Linked DNA regions of Mus musculus: all the other regions are linked to region 4. The links are chromatin contacts, called in public HiChIP or PLAC-seq and promoter capture Hi-C maps. All regions are on one chromosome and are shown on one strand. The core of a region is the stretch at or near the end of the contact, and the rest is flanking DNA. Distances in the headings are between cores, read along the strand shown.

What was found. HiChIP or PLAC-seq counts read pairs in DNA pulled down with a chosen protein or histone mark. Capture Hi-C pulls out chosen DNA fragments and counts their contacts.
Region 1: a contact with region 4 is called in a promoter capture Hi-C map of adipose tissue, with 17 times the contacts expected there. The contact joins the promoter of Hspb3 here to the promoter of Cspg4b in region 4. A contact is called at or near these places in 11 of 39 promoter capture datasets (the C10 cell line, cranial neural crest, embryonic stem cells and 8 more), 2 of 484 Hi-C or Micro-C datasets (bone marrow-derived macrophages and embryonic fibroblasts), 17 of 115 datasets of contacts at active chromatin or transcription factors (bone marrow-derived macrophages, cardiomyocytes, craniofacial prominence and 8 more) and 4 of 9 other capture datasets (adipose tissue, embryonic stem cells, liver and 1 more).
Region 2: an H3K4me3 HiChIP or PLAC-seq map of bone marrow-derived macrophages shows a contact between it and region 4, with 8 times the contacts expected there. The contact joins the enhancer-like site here to the promoter of Cspg4b in region 4. A contact is called at or near these places in 2 of 484 Hi-C or Micro-C datasets (bone marrow-derived macrophages and embryonic fibroblasts), 17 of 115 datasets of contacts at active chromatin or transcription factors (bone marrow-derived macrophages, craniofacial prominence, embryonic basal ganglia and 9 more) and 4 of 9 other capture datasets (adipose tissue, embryonic stem cells, liver and 1 more).
Region 3: a contact with region 4 is called in an H3K4me3 HiChIP or PLAC-seq map of stem cell-derived neural progenitor cells, with 5 times the contacts expected there. The contact joins the promoter of Arl15 here to the promoter of Cspg4b in region 4. A contact is called at or near these places in 1 of 39 promoter capture datasets (hippocampal neurons), 1 of 484 Hi-C or Micro-C datasets (nephron progenitors), 9 of 115 datasets of contacts at active chromatin or transcription factors (astrocytes, bone marrow-derived macrophages, cardiomyocytes and 4 more) and 2 of 9 other capture datasets (adipose tissue and embryonic stem cells).

Annotation. Positions count from the first base shown.
Region 1 is chr13:113,662,338-113,665,173 of GRCm38.p6, forward strand. Hspb3 (heat shock protein 3) reads right to left here and starts at 1,339. Exons shown (of 1, transcript NM_019960.2): 1 at 559-1,339. The coding sequence starts at 1,155. The coding sequence ends at 691. The region is part of intron 1 of Gm34586 (a long non-coding RNA gene); the gene reads left to right.
Region 2 is chr13:113,634,675-113,637,374 of GRCm38.p6, forward strand. No RefSeq gene overlaps it. Among named protein-coding and RNA genes, the nearest start is that of Snx18, 17 kb to the left of the region's middle. Within about 2 kb of position 1,252, at least 98 of the 459 cell types and tissues checked have an H3K27ac peak or open chromatin away from gene starts, as enhancers often do. A contact at or near this core is called in adipose tissue, bone marrow-derived macrophages and microglia, where this site is marked.
Region 3 is chr13:113,792,956-113,795,854 of GRCm38.p6, forward strand. Arl15 (ADP-ribosylation factor-like 15) reads left to right here and starts at 1,553. Exons shown (of 5, transcript NM_172595.4): 1 at 1,553-1,741. The coding sequence starts at 1,694.
Region 4 is chr13:113,291,770-113,294,469 of GRCm38.p6, forward strand. It overlaps Cspg4b (chondroitin sulfate proteoglycan 4B), which reads left to right and starts at 1,401. Exons shown (of 10, transcript NM_001378698.1): 1 at 1,401-1,565. The coding sequence starts at 1,487.

The DNA.
Region 1 (2,836 bases), core at 89-2,588, 370 kb after region 4:
TTTAGTTTCCCACACCTAGCATACGAGACACTATACACTCTGGGCTAACAAATATAACACCAAAGCAAGTAGTATACATTGTCTAGCAGCAAAACTTCTGGTAGGGTTCAGTTTAGCTTTGAAAACTATATGTGGTCTATATGGGAACTTTTAAAAAACTAAAATACCTGAAGATCCCCACTGATGTTTAAATGAGCAACAACTGTTGTGACTTTTAACTAGATTCAGACCCAGGTCCCGTAAATTATAGTATACAGAAATAAAATTTTCTCTTTGAAGCCCTCCCCCCTCTTTCTAGCAATGCAGAAACTTTTCATACAGTGAGGAAAAATCAGATCTCTTTACTGACAAGGACTGGTTTGCCATGGGTTGTCCAAATGGCCTCTGTGGAATTTTAGACTCATCAAAAACCAGGCTGAGCATTCTCTAGTACCAACCACAGTCTGCTAGCTCTGAGGTGGCTTCATTGTAAAAGCAGCAGCACTCCTAACTGCACAAACACATTTGAAAACCTTCCTTTCTGGCTACCAATAAGAAAGACAACCTCCACATACCAGGAACGGTGGATACATTTGGTTTTTTTTAATCCTCATAAAAGTGACAGCAATCCATCTCAAAAGTTTAAGCATTCCCGGGGTGTCCCTGGCTTTCATCTTCCTTCCTGGGGTATGAAGAGCAACCAAAAGGCTTTCACTTGGTCCCTAGTGAATCTTTGACTTCCACCACCAAGATTCCATCATGACAGAGGATGGCAGACAAATCTTTGGTTTCGACTCCATCTGGCAGTTTGTACTGTCTGGTGAAACTCCGCGATATAAACCCGTGTTCGTCCATTCTGGTTCCGTGCTGTGCCTTGATCAGCAGCCAGCCCTCGAAGGTCTGGATGATGATGTCCTCGGGCAGGAACTGGACCACATCCAGCAGGATCTGGAAACGGGATTTGCCTTCTCCGGGTGGCTTCTCCGTGGAGGCTGAGTCCTCTGCCAGAGCCTGTGGCGTGCCTGCGCCTCTGGCTTTACTCAGGTCCTCGATGGTTGGCCCGGGCAGTGCGTATAGTGTATGATCCAGTCTGCAGTCTTCTAAGCCTCGAGCTTCAAACTCCTCCTGATAACGCACTGGGGTCTCTATGAGGTGCCTCAAAATGATTTTTGCCATAGCAGAGGCGACTCCAGCGTTGAACCACTTCCCTTCCGTGAGTGTCTAGTCTCTGGCGTTGCCTGCGGACTCGATTCTTAGTCCTAGCAGCTCCGTTTACAGTCCTGCCCAGACGGCAGCTTAATTGGGGCTGAATCAGACCGGCACACTGACTCTTGTCTTTTCACACACACTGACAATGAATGGCTATTTATAGCCGCCTCTGCGAGTTGCATTTAGCTCACAGCCTGTACAAGTGGGCCAGGCAGGGATCGCACTTGCACGCTCCCTTAGCCTTGGCAGGCCTGTCTGCCTTGTTCACCCCAAAACACAAAGTAGAAACCAGAAGCAGCGCTTGAAGATCACACCGTGTGACCTGCAAAGTGTGCAATCATCTCAGTACAAGCCTCTCCCTCTGCCTGAAAATTCCATTCGGGGAGAGACGATTCTAACTCTGGTTTATGAGAAATCAATCAATTTCAAACAGCTACTAAACTCCAGCTAAGTTCGGATCCTATTCCGTTCTTTTTACTCTTTTGTGCCTAAAGGACACCTGAACCACATCAGCTGGTGTTTGTACATCTGACTCGGCAAAATGAGATGGGATGACTAAGCGAGAAGACTGTGCAACTTCAGAGGGAGCCTGGGAGCTCAGGACTGACAGAAATAGTCAATAGCAGAGGGCAAAATGCAAAGCGTTCAACTATTTCATATTAAGGTTCAGAAAACAAAGAATGAATCTAATCAACACCATGCTATTGAATGGGCAAAGACACTCACTGCACATCATTTCTCAACTAGAGCACCCTTTCATTGTCCTTCCACTGGCCAAGACTGAGGCAGCTGCCGCGGAACTTCTTCAAGATGTGCTACATAAAAATAGAGTCTGCCAAGGTATTTTATATTATTTGTGACTATTGAGAAGGGTGTTGTTTCCCTAATTTCTTTCTCAGCCTGTTTATCCTTTGTGTACAGAAAGGCCATTGACTTCTTTGAGTTAATTTTATATCCAGCTACTTCATTGAAGCTGTTTATCAGGCTTAGGAGTTCTCTGGTGGAATTTTTAGGGTCACTTATATATACTATCATATCATCTGCAAAAAGTGATATTTTGACTTCTTCCTTTCCAATTTGTATCCCCTTGATCTCCTTTTGTTGTCTAATTGCTCTGGCTAGGACTTCAAGTACAATGTTGAATAGATAGGGAGAAAGTGGGCAGCCTTGTCTAGTCCCTGATTTTAGTGGGATTGCTTCCAGCTTCTCACCATTTACTTTGATGTTGGCTATTGGTTTGCTGTAGATTGCTTTTATCATGTTTAGGTATGGGCTTGAATTCCTGATAAGAACTTCAAGTCTCTAAAGAAAGAAATTAAAGAAGATCTCAGAAGATGGAAAGATCTCCCATGCTCATGGATTGGCAGGATCAACATTGTAAAAATGGCTATCTTGCCAAAAGCAATCTACAGATTCAATGCAATCCCCATCAAAATTCCAACTCAATTCTTCAACGAATTAGAAAGGGCAATCGGCAGATTCATCTGGAATAACAAAAAACCGAGGATAGCAAAAACTCTTCTCAAGGATAAAAGAACCTCTGGTGGAATCACCATGCCGGACCTAAAACTGTACTACAGAGCAATTGTGATCAAAACTGCATGGTACTGGTATAGTGACAGACAAGTAGACCAATGGAACAGAATTG
Region 2 (2,700 bases), core at 2-2,501, 340 kb after region 4:
AAAGCAAGAGAATCTTGGGTGTGAAGCCAGCCTGAGCAACAGAGCCAGACCCAGTCTCAAACAAAACAAAATGCTTAACCTGTGCATACACACAAGCACCATATAAAATACGGAACTTAGGGAGGAGCCCGGAGGTTGCTTAGACCCCCCCACCCTCACCCCGGAGTTGCTGCTAGCCTCTAGGCTGCCATGCTCATCTCAGGCTTGCTGTCTGCTCTCACCGCCTGCTCAAGAGAGCATGTGCATTACATCATTCAAGTGGCATAATGATTTCTGCTTTCCTGGCTAAAACCTGACTGGCGCAAATATCTCCTCAAAGCCATAGTCGCAGTGTTTATACAAGGCAAATTCTACATGACTGACACAGCACAGGCTGGGTGGGGCATTCTGTGAAGTACGCCTGTCTTTAAAAGAGGCTCTGAAAAGTCTCTTGTCTTTTCTGATTTCTTCTTATCACCAAGCATCTCCAGAGTATCTCTTGTCTGCTGCCTTTCTCGGCTATCTACTGCGTGCCTGCCGAGTTAGCCCTTTCAAAAGCTCGCCTTGCTGTGAGCTCAGAGTTTCCTACCATGGGAGGCATCTGAACACGGCTCAGCTATATCCTGACCTCAGGGTATCCGAGGGCTACAGGGGGTCAGCTGGGTGGTGTGCTCCTCTAGAAACCTGAAAAGGGAAGCCAGCACCTGCTTCTGAACTCCTTCCGTGTTGTCAGAATTTATCCCTTAAGGTTAGGACACCAAGGTCCCTGTTTTCCTGCTGGCTGTTGGTTTGGGACCCTTATCCTCTTGAAGTTCCTTGCTCTACGGCATTCCCATAACACAGTATCTTCAAAGCTAGCAAGGGACCCTTTCCATCCAGTCAAGACAGTCTTTTATAACAAAATATGGTCATCAGGGTGACATCTGATCATGTTTGCCATTGTTTTACAGTTTAGAAGCAAGTCACAGTTTCTACCAATACCCAGGGGACAAGATTATACAAGGATATAGATCAGTGGGGTTGCTTTATTGTGTCTACCACATCACCTTCAGGGTGACCAGACAGCCGTTCAATGTACAAAGCGACACACCCAAGCGTTGCTGATTCTTTTCAAGATAATCTGAGAGGGGAAGATTAGGATTTAAAAACAAAAAGAGCAACGAGTCTTGCTAGAAGTATTAATAGAATGTTCCAGGCTGAAGCAGGATGGAGGCACGTAGAAACCCGGGGCAGGCATGGGAGGAGCCCTCCCTTGAAGGCACAATCAGTCAGAGGCAAGTGTACTGTACACAGAGGGCCTATCGAACGATCGGGAGGATTGGAACCATGAAGGGGGCACCAACTACGCACACTCGATGTATAAAAGCAAGTGTTCCCGTTTTATAACATGTGGTCTTTGCTCTTCACCCTGCCTCCCTCCATCTGCTTCACCATCGCGGCGGGTTTCCAGGGAAACTTCTGTCCCGGAAGGTGGAGAGCGAGCGCGTGAGGAGGACATTCAGCAGCCACTTCCTGTTTCACAGCACACAACAGTGTGGTCAGGGCAGAAGCCACGTTTGGTTTCTTCTCTACAGTGCTCTAAAGTTTCTTGTTAAACTTCCTAGCTGTATCCAAGTTCTCCCACTCTGTCCCCTTTGAAGTGGCTGGGGACTCTGAAATTGGGCAGACCTGTTAAATCCACAGCACCGGGAGGACCTTATTCCTGCCCCAGCTGCGGTTCCTTTTGTGCCTCTTCCACAGCCCCCCATCCAGGGAGTTTTATACCTTGTAGTTTCAGCTTTCCAATACCGATGAAACCTCTGAATCATGGCTCCAGTCTTGGTTGGAAATAAAGGACGAAAGAATGTATAGCTACTTTTTTAGCCACGCCCCTTCCCATGAGTGGCCTCGCCAAGGTCAAGTTCTAGTTTCAGTCTAGTGTCCCTTCATGTTTCTCGGGAGACAGGGCGGCAATGAAGTCTGCCTTGAAATAAATCAGCGGCGAACACAGACTCATGATAGTCTGACAGTCCTTTTCTTTATACCAAGTTCCTGGTTGGTTTTGTTTGGGCAGTTTTGTTTTGAGATAAAGCCACACTGTAGTTCAAAGTGACTCCAAGCTCACAAGCATCCTTCCTGCCTTTACCTCTCCCTAATAGGCTAGTTCTTTGATGGCGAAATGAGCCTATTCAAACCAGATTAGGTCATATTAAATACAAGTTTATCCGGAAGCTGCTCTCAGGTGAGTTCGCTGGCCCCAAGGACTGAGGCCTGGGAAGTCATCATGGGGTGGAGTATGGGGGGAGAAAGGGCCTGGGCACAGAGAGGGAGAGAGGGATGGGAGAGAGAGACAGAGAGAGAGAGACACGGAGAGACAGAGGGAGAGACAGGCAGAGAGAGGGATGGGGAGAGGGAGGGGGAGAGGGGGGGAGAGGGAGGGGGGGGGAGAGGGAGGGGGAGAGGGAGGGAGAGAGGGAGAGCCCCCAAAATGTCTGGATCATAAAGCAAACGCCTTTAGAGGAAGGTAACTTTGAGGGTTGAGAGACCCTGGAGGCCTGCTTTGATGTATAAAATATGCACCTCAGTTCCTTGTTCCAAGGTCTGAAACCAAACACTCTCCCATTAGGATTACGTGCCTGTGCCATCATTGTACCTGGCTTAGCGTGCCTAGCTTTTCCAGCCATCCCTGTCCCCTACCTTCCCTTGGTAGCCTAAGCCAGTCTAAGCCTTCATTGTGGTCAG
Region 3 (2,899 bases), core at 303-2,802, 500 kb after region 4:
TTGCAGGAAATGTTCACTTAGAACACTGTCCACAGCTCTTATCCTAAGAATTTCTAGAAATGGAATTACTGGTACAAAAGATATGGCACCCTTTTAATATTCATTTTTGAATACACGTGTACAGACAGAGCTGGCCTTTATTGATATAATTTTCAAGATATATGTGTTTAAGTAATAACTTCTTAAAAGGAGTTGTTCTGTTTTGTTTTGTTTTACTCCAGGGTTAGTAAGTCTCAGTTGCACTAAGCCAGTAGATTCAATTTTGATTTTTATTTTCTTGCCATTCTATATTTTACTCCTCTCCATACCCAACTCCAAATGGCATGCTTATCTTGTCTCACCTTTGCCTTGACTGTCCTTTCTAGCCTGAATCTTGGAGGTGAAAGAAAAAAAATCCAGAACTGACCGTTGTCTTTATCTCGCTTGACTCCCATTTTCACTCAATTCCAAGTAATTCTTTTTTAAAAAAATTTTAAAATTTTTCTATTTTTTATTTTTTGGTTTTTCGAGACAGGGTTTCTCTGTATTTCTCTGGCTGTCCTGGAACTCACTCTGTAGACCAGGCTGGCCTCGAACTCAGAAATCCGCCTGCCTCTCTGCCTCCCAAGTGCTGGGATCAAAGGCGTGCACCACCACTGCCCGGGCCCCAAGTTTGTTTGTTTGTTTTTTTGAGACAGGGTTTCTCTGGATTTCTCTGTGTAGCCCTGGCTGTCCTGGAATTCGTTCTGTAGACCAGGCTGGCCTCGAACTCAGAAATCCACCTGCCTCTGCCTCCCAAGTGCTGGGATTAAAGGCGTGCGCCACCACCGCCCGGCTTGCTTTTTTTTTTCTTTTTTTCTTTTTTTTTTTTTTAATTTAGGAAACGCACAAGTCTCAAGTGCACCGGCTCTGTTTTTCCTAAGATAAGGTTCACAAACAGTATTACTTGGGTCCTTTAGAGGACTTTCACAATCCCACCGCTCATTCTATTCAGGTACATTGGATTAAGCATGCAAAGATCAGATGCCTGTCTCCTTCAATGTTTGGGGTGATCAATTTACTTGTGAGTCTCTAGGTTCCTAGTCTGGACTGCACTGGTGCTGAGCCGCAGGAAGGTCAAGTTCAAGTTGTCCGCCGTAGCAGACACCCACACCCTGGAGGGTCAATGCAGTCCCCAGTACTGCACAGTTTGCCTTCTTTAAGGTGTCTGCCCTTCTAATCCGCAGGTCCAGGGCGTTTCAAGGCCACAGGAAGGCGCTCGGGGCAACTGCCTCCCACCGCCCTGGGCTGCTTTCTTAAGGAGGGGTGGGCGGGGACGCCGCCGCCGCTGCTCTTCAATCTCAGGCAGGCTGCTTGCCGGGTCTCGAGCGGACTAGAGGCTGAGAGTCGGCCTCCCGGGGCCGCAGCGCGTTTCCGCCCGCCCCTCCCCCAGCAAACAGGAACCAGCACCGTCCCGGGTCCCGCGCTTCTCTGCTGCCCTCCACCGGGGGGACTGCCTTTTATAGACACTCCGGCCAATGAGCGCGCTCCTTTTCCTCGGCCCGCCCTCCCAGCCAATCGTCGCTTCCCTGGTGTAATCTTCGGCTCCTCGGCTGCTCTCGGCGATCTTCGCTGTTGCTGGCTTTTTCAGGAGCTGCTCGCTGGCAGCCCGAGACGCTGCTGCTTTTTTTTTTTTTCCGGGTTCGGAGCCATTCCGGATGCTTTAGGCTGCCGGATGTCTGATCTCCGGATAACTGAGGCGTTTCTGTACATGGATTATCTGGTAGGTGCGGGGCGCCGGCGGCATGTCGCCTCTCGGATCTCGCGGTGGCCCATGGCCCCCTGCCTGGAGCAGCAGCCTCTCGGCTTTCTTTCTTTGGGATGGGATGCCTTGGGTTGCTTTCTCCCGGGGCTGGCTCTGAGGGGCGGCGGCGGGGGGAGAGGACGGGCTGACAGGTAAAGGCGCGGAGGGGACCGGCGGGACTGCGGGAGATGGGGCCACGCTCCGCGCGCCTCTCCGCGCTCCCGGCGCAGGACTTTCTTTCCGGGGAAGCTGGAGTTTTCCGCTCTCCTCTTAGCAGAACTCCAAGAGCTATTAAAGAGCCATAAGCAGAATGGCTCGCTAAGTGCCTGGCAGGTCCGGTCATTTGGTCGTTATTAGATCTCTAAAGGAATGACCTGGGTCGTGGCGGGATTTTAAAAACACATTACCAGAAAGTAGACTGGACTAAACCACATTGCAACCCGGCCTGAGCAGGATTGGGCAGGGACAGGCATTGCCCCGCGGCTGTGGTTGTGGTGCACGCCGCTTTTGTGCATGGTGTGCATGGTTTGGCAATCGGTTTGAGATCAGCCCCGTGCTGGGAAGTTTAGGTAGGAAAAGTTTTTTTAGCACAGCGCTGGAACGGAACACTTAGACGTGTTTCTAGAATTGTGCAAGCCTCGTGTTTTCGTTCCAGAAATTGTATTTCCACAGAGCTGCCTGTTTGTGGTCAAGCAGATCCTTTTTGACATGAACCGTGTTCGATCCTGCCCATTTTCTGCGTGGATGGTGTCAGAACGAACGGCTGTTGCCATGCAGTGCTGAAGTAGAGGGTTAGAAGTGTTGGCCCTTCTGTCATCCTGTAGGACACATGGTTTTTCCACTGCAGATTGGCCTAGCAGAGATTTGTCAGTGCCTTCTAGGAATTACACTTAAGGCTGTACGGAGAAAGACCGAATACTTTCCAGACCAAGAAAGAGAGGGCTGCGTTGTAACGTTACCAGTGTATGAGGGTTTATTCAGGTGTGTAGAAACTGGCAAGGATGGAGACCAGTTAGTGCGCGACCTTGAGAACAGAGCCGAAGTCAGAGTCTCAGTTGAATTTTGGTTTTGCTGTCTATGTATTCATGGCAGTGACTTCTATCTTTGTCATAAAGGGGTGTTATCGCTGCGCCAGGT
Region 4 (2,700 bases), core at 151-2,650:
GACTTGTCACTGTGACAGGCCACCAAACAGGCCACCAATATACACACCAGCACATTACCATGCTTGGGCTCACACTGACAGGTTGCTTTTGGTAATAAGTTAAGTATGGAACTTAACTCCAGGGAGATTCGGTTAAAAGTGGACGTGAATGGTTTATGCAAAAACGTCCGTGAAATGATTAAGGAACAGTTGGTTTCAGGGCTGGCTCATGGAGGTAGTAGACCCCAGGTGGAGCTACAACCTTTTTCTAGGTCCTGTCTTCTTTTTGTGCGCTAGCTTATTAGAAAAGTCAGAGCCATTCATAGTTTCTCTGCCTCCCACTCCGGAGAGTTGCAGGCCCTCTTCCTTAGATGCATTCAGTGGAAATCTTCAGATTGGAAACTGCCTGGCCCTGCTCCAGTCACGAGTACCCACCCCAGCCCATCACGTGACAGAGAGGGGGTTCTTAGAAGTGGATGCCAACTCCTAATTCCCACACATGGTGAGGCAGGCAGAGAGTACAGTTTCTCTAAAGGAGGGCGAGGTTCCCAGGATCATGGAAGGCTGCTGGGTGGACGAAACGTATTCTTTTTAGAAGTGGAACAGAGGCCTCACAGATTTTCGGCTGCAGAAAAGGTCAAAATGTGATTCTTTGCTTTAAAAAGCACTTTATTAAAGAACCAAGAATGGAACGGGTGGGAAATGAAGTCATCCTTGGTTTTGCTAAGAACAAAGCAGGACTAACATTGACTATCCTGGTAGCTGGAGAGCTGCCATTTTGACCACCCCGAGCATCGCAAAATGTAGCCCAGGGAAGCTGGTTTTAGAGAGCCCTGGAATCGTCTGGTCCAACCATCTCCTTGGACTCTACTTGTGTGGGGGTGTCTCCTCCCTGTGACTTGTAATCATGGCTCCCAAGGTAAGACGTGATATCGACACATAAAATCTTAGACCTTATTCTGACAGGCAGTTGCTCCAGAAATTCAAAGGTTTAACTCGGACTGAGCTTTAAAAAAAATCTAAAAGTAAGGCTCACATTTGCAAAGAAATGACAGGCTACTTCTTTCCTACCGTGTTCTGCTCATCCAACACACATTCACAAACATTACACAGAAGGCCCGCTTTAGGATAAGGCTGAGAAAAACCCACTGTCCCCCTGGGATGTGCTGTGGTCATAGGGACAGGTTGTTTCAAGGCCAGCCTAGGTCCTGCCCTTCTATCCCCTCAGCCTGCTGCCCGGAGCTCCCCGTTCCACCCAGGGACACTAAACTTCAAATCTGCAAGCAGGGGAGGGGACCACCGACTCCCTGTCCTGTTTGTAGCCTGCACTGCCTTGGAGCCTTCGATCTAGCTGGCTCTGATCCCGCGCAACAGCTGCAGGTCGCAGAAGTGCCCCGCCCCGTCGTGTCGCGCGGGGCGCCGCCTCTCTCCAGGCTTTGGGGCGCGCAGGCGGGTCGCGGGCCGCGCAGGTAGAGCTCGGCGCGGGCCCCGGAGACGGCGCGGCGGGATGGGGCGGCCCGGGGCCTGCGGCCTCCTGTTGCTCACCGCCTTTCTGGGGCTCTGCGGGCCGCGCGGGGGGCTCGGAGGTACGCGCCCCAACTTCCCTTCCCCGCCCGAGGCGGGCCGAGCCAAGCGGCGCTACGCGGAGAGGGTGGGCGGCCGGTAGGAGTGTGGGTCGGGTCCGGTCCGGTCGAGTCGGAGGCTGGGCGAGCAGGGCGCGCGGCCCTCGGTCCCTCAGGCCCCCAGGCGCGATCAGGCCCCTTGTCCCCAAGCTGGGCAGAGGGGAGGACGCGACGCGGCCCTGCTCACAGGCTTGCTGGCGGCCGACCCCTTCCAACTCCCAGCCCCAGCCTGTGCCCCACCTCCTCCCGGTGTACTGAGTTTTAAGGTCGGCCACCCGACCAGCAGAATGGCCGACTCCTGCGGGCAGCCCGGCTGCATCTTTTCAGTTTGGGTCTGGAGCTCTTTGGTCTCACGTGAAATGCAGTGAGTGGGGGACCTTCTGTTCACCTGGGCTAGTCTTTGACCCCTGGTTTCTTGTCCCTGCACCGTAGGGAACCTTAACTTTTCTGAGCTCAAATACTTAGTGTTTTATTCCCCCCCCCCCCCTTGGCTTTTTGCCTCCCTCCAGATTACTAAACACGTGGTTCTTTGGACTTTTATGAGCTCCACTTCCTAGGCCTTCCCAACATCAATTCAAAAATGACTTCCAGGTGACTTTGTTTTTAAACGGGAAAAGAAATTCTAAATCACACGTGTTGCATGTGCATAGTATTTAGATGAAATTCTCAGGATTTAAATTCATTTTCAGAGTGGCCGAACAGCATCGCTGCTTGCATGATCATTGCGTGATGACGTCATTTGGCCTCTTTGGAGTCCAAGGGCCTTCTAGGTTCTTGAAGATGCCTCACCCTTCCACTTCTTCAGGCTGCTCGGAAAAGCTCTACTCCTTCTTTATCCTCCTTCATATTTCCTAGGTCCTCATCTGCAGGCTGCCTTGCCCCTTCATGACTGATTCCAAGGGTGGGTGTGGCAAAGGGTCGGAGGAGGCTTGTTGGCTGCTGTGACTGACTGAAGGAACAGGTGTTGAGTCTAAGAGGAGAGACTCCAAAGGGCAGTGAATGGACTTTGGAAGAAAAACCCACATGGCTTCAGACAGGGGGCCAGTAATAGTATGGGGGCAAAGAGAAGTTTACGGATTAAGAGTCAGTGAGGGAGAAC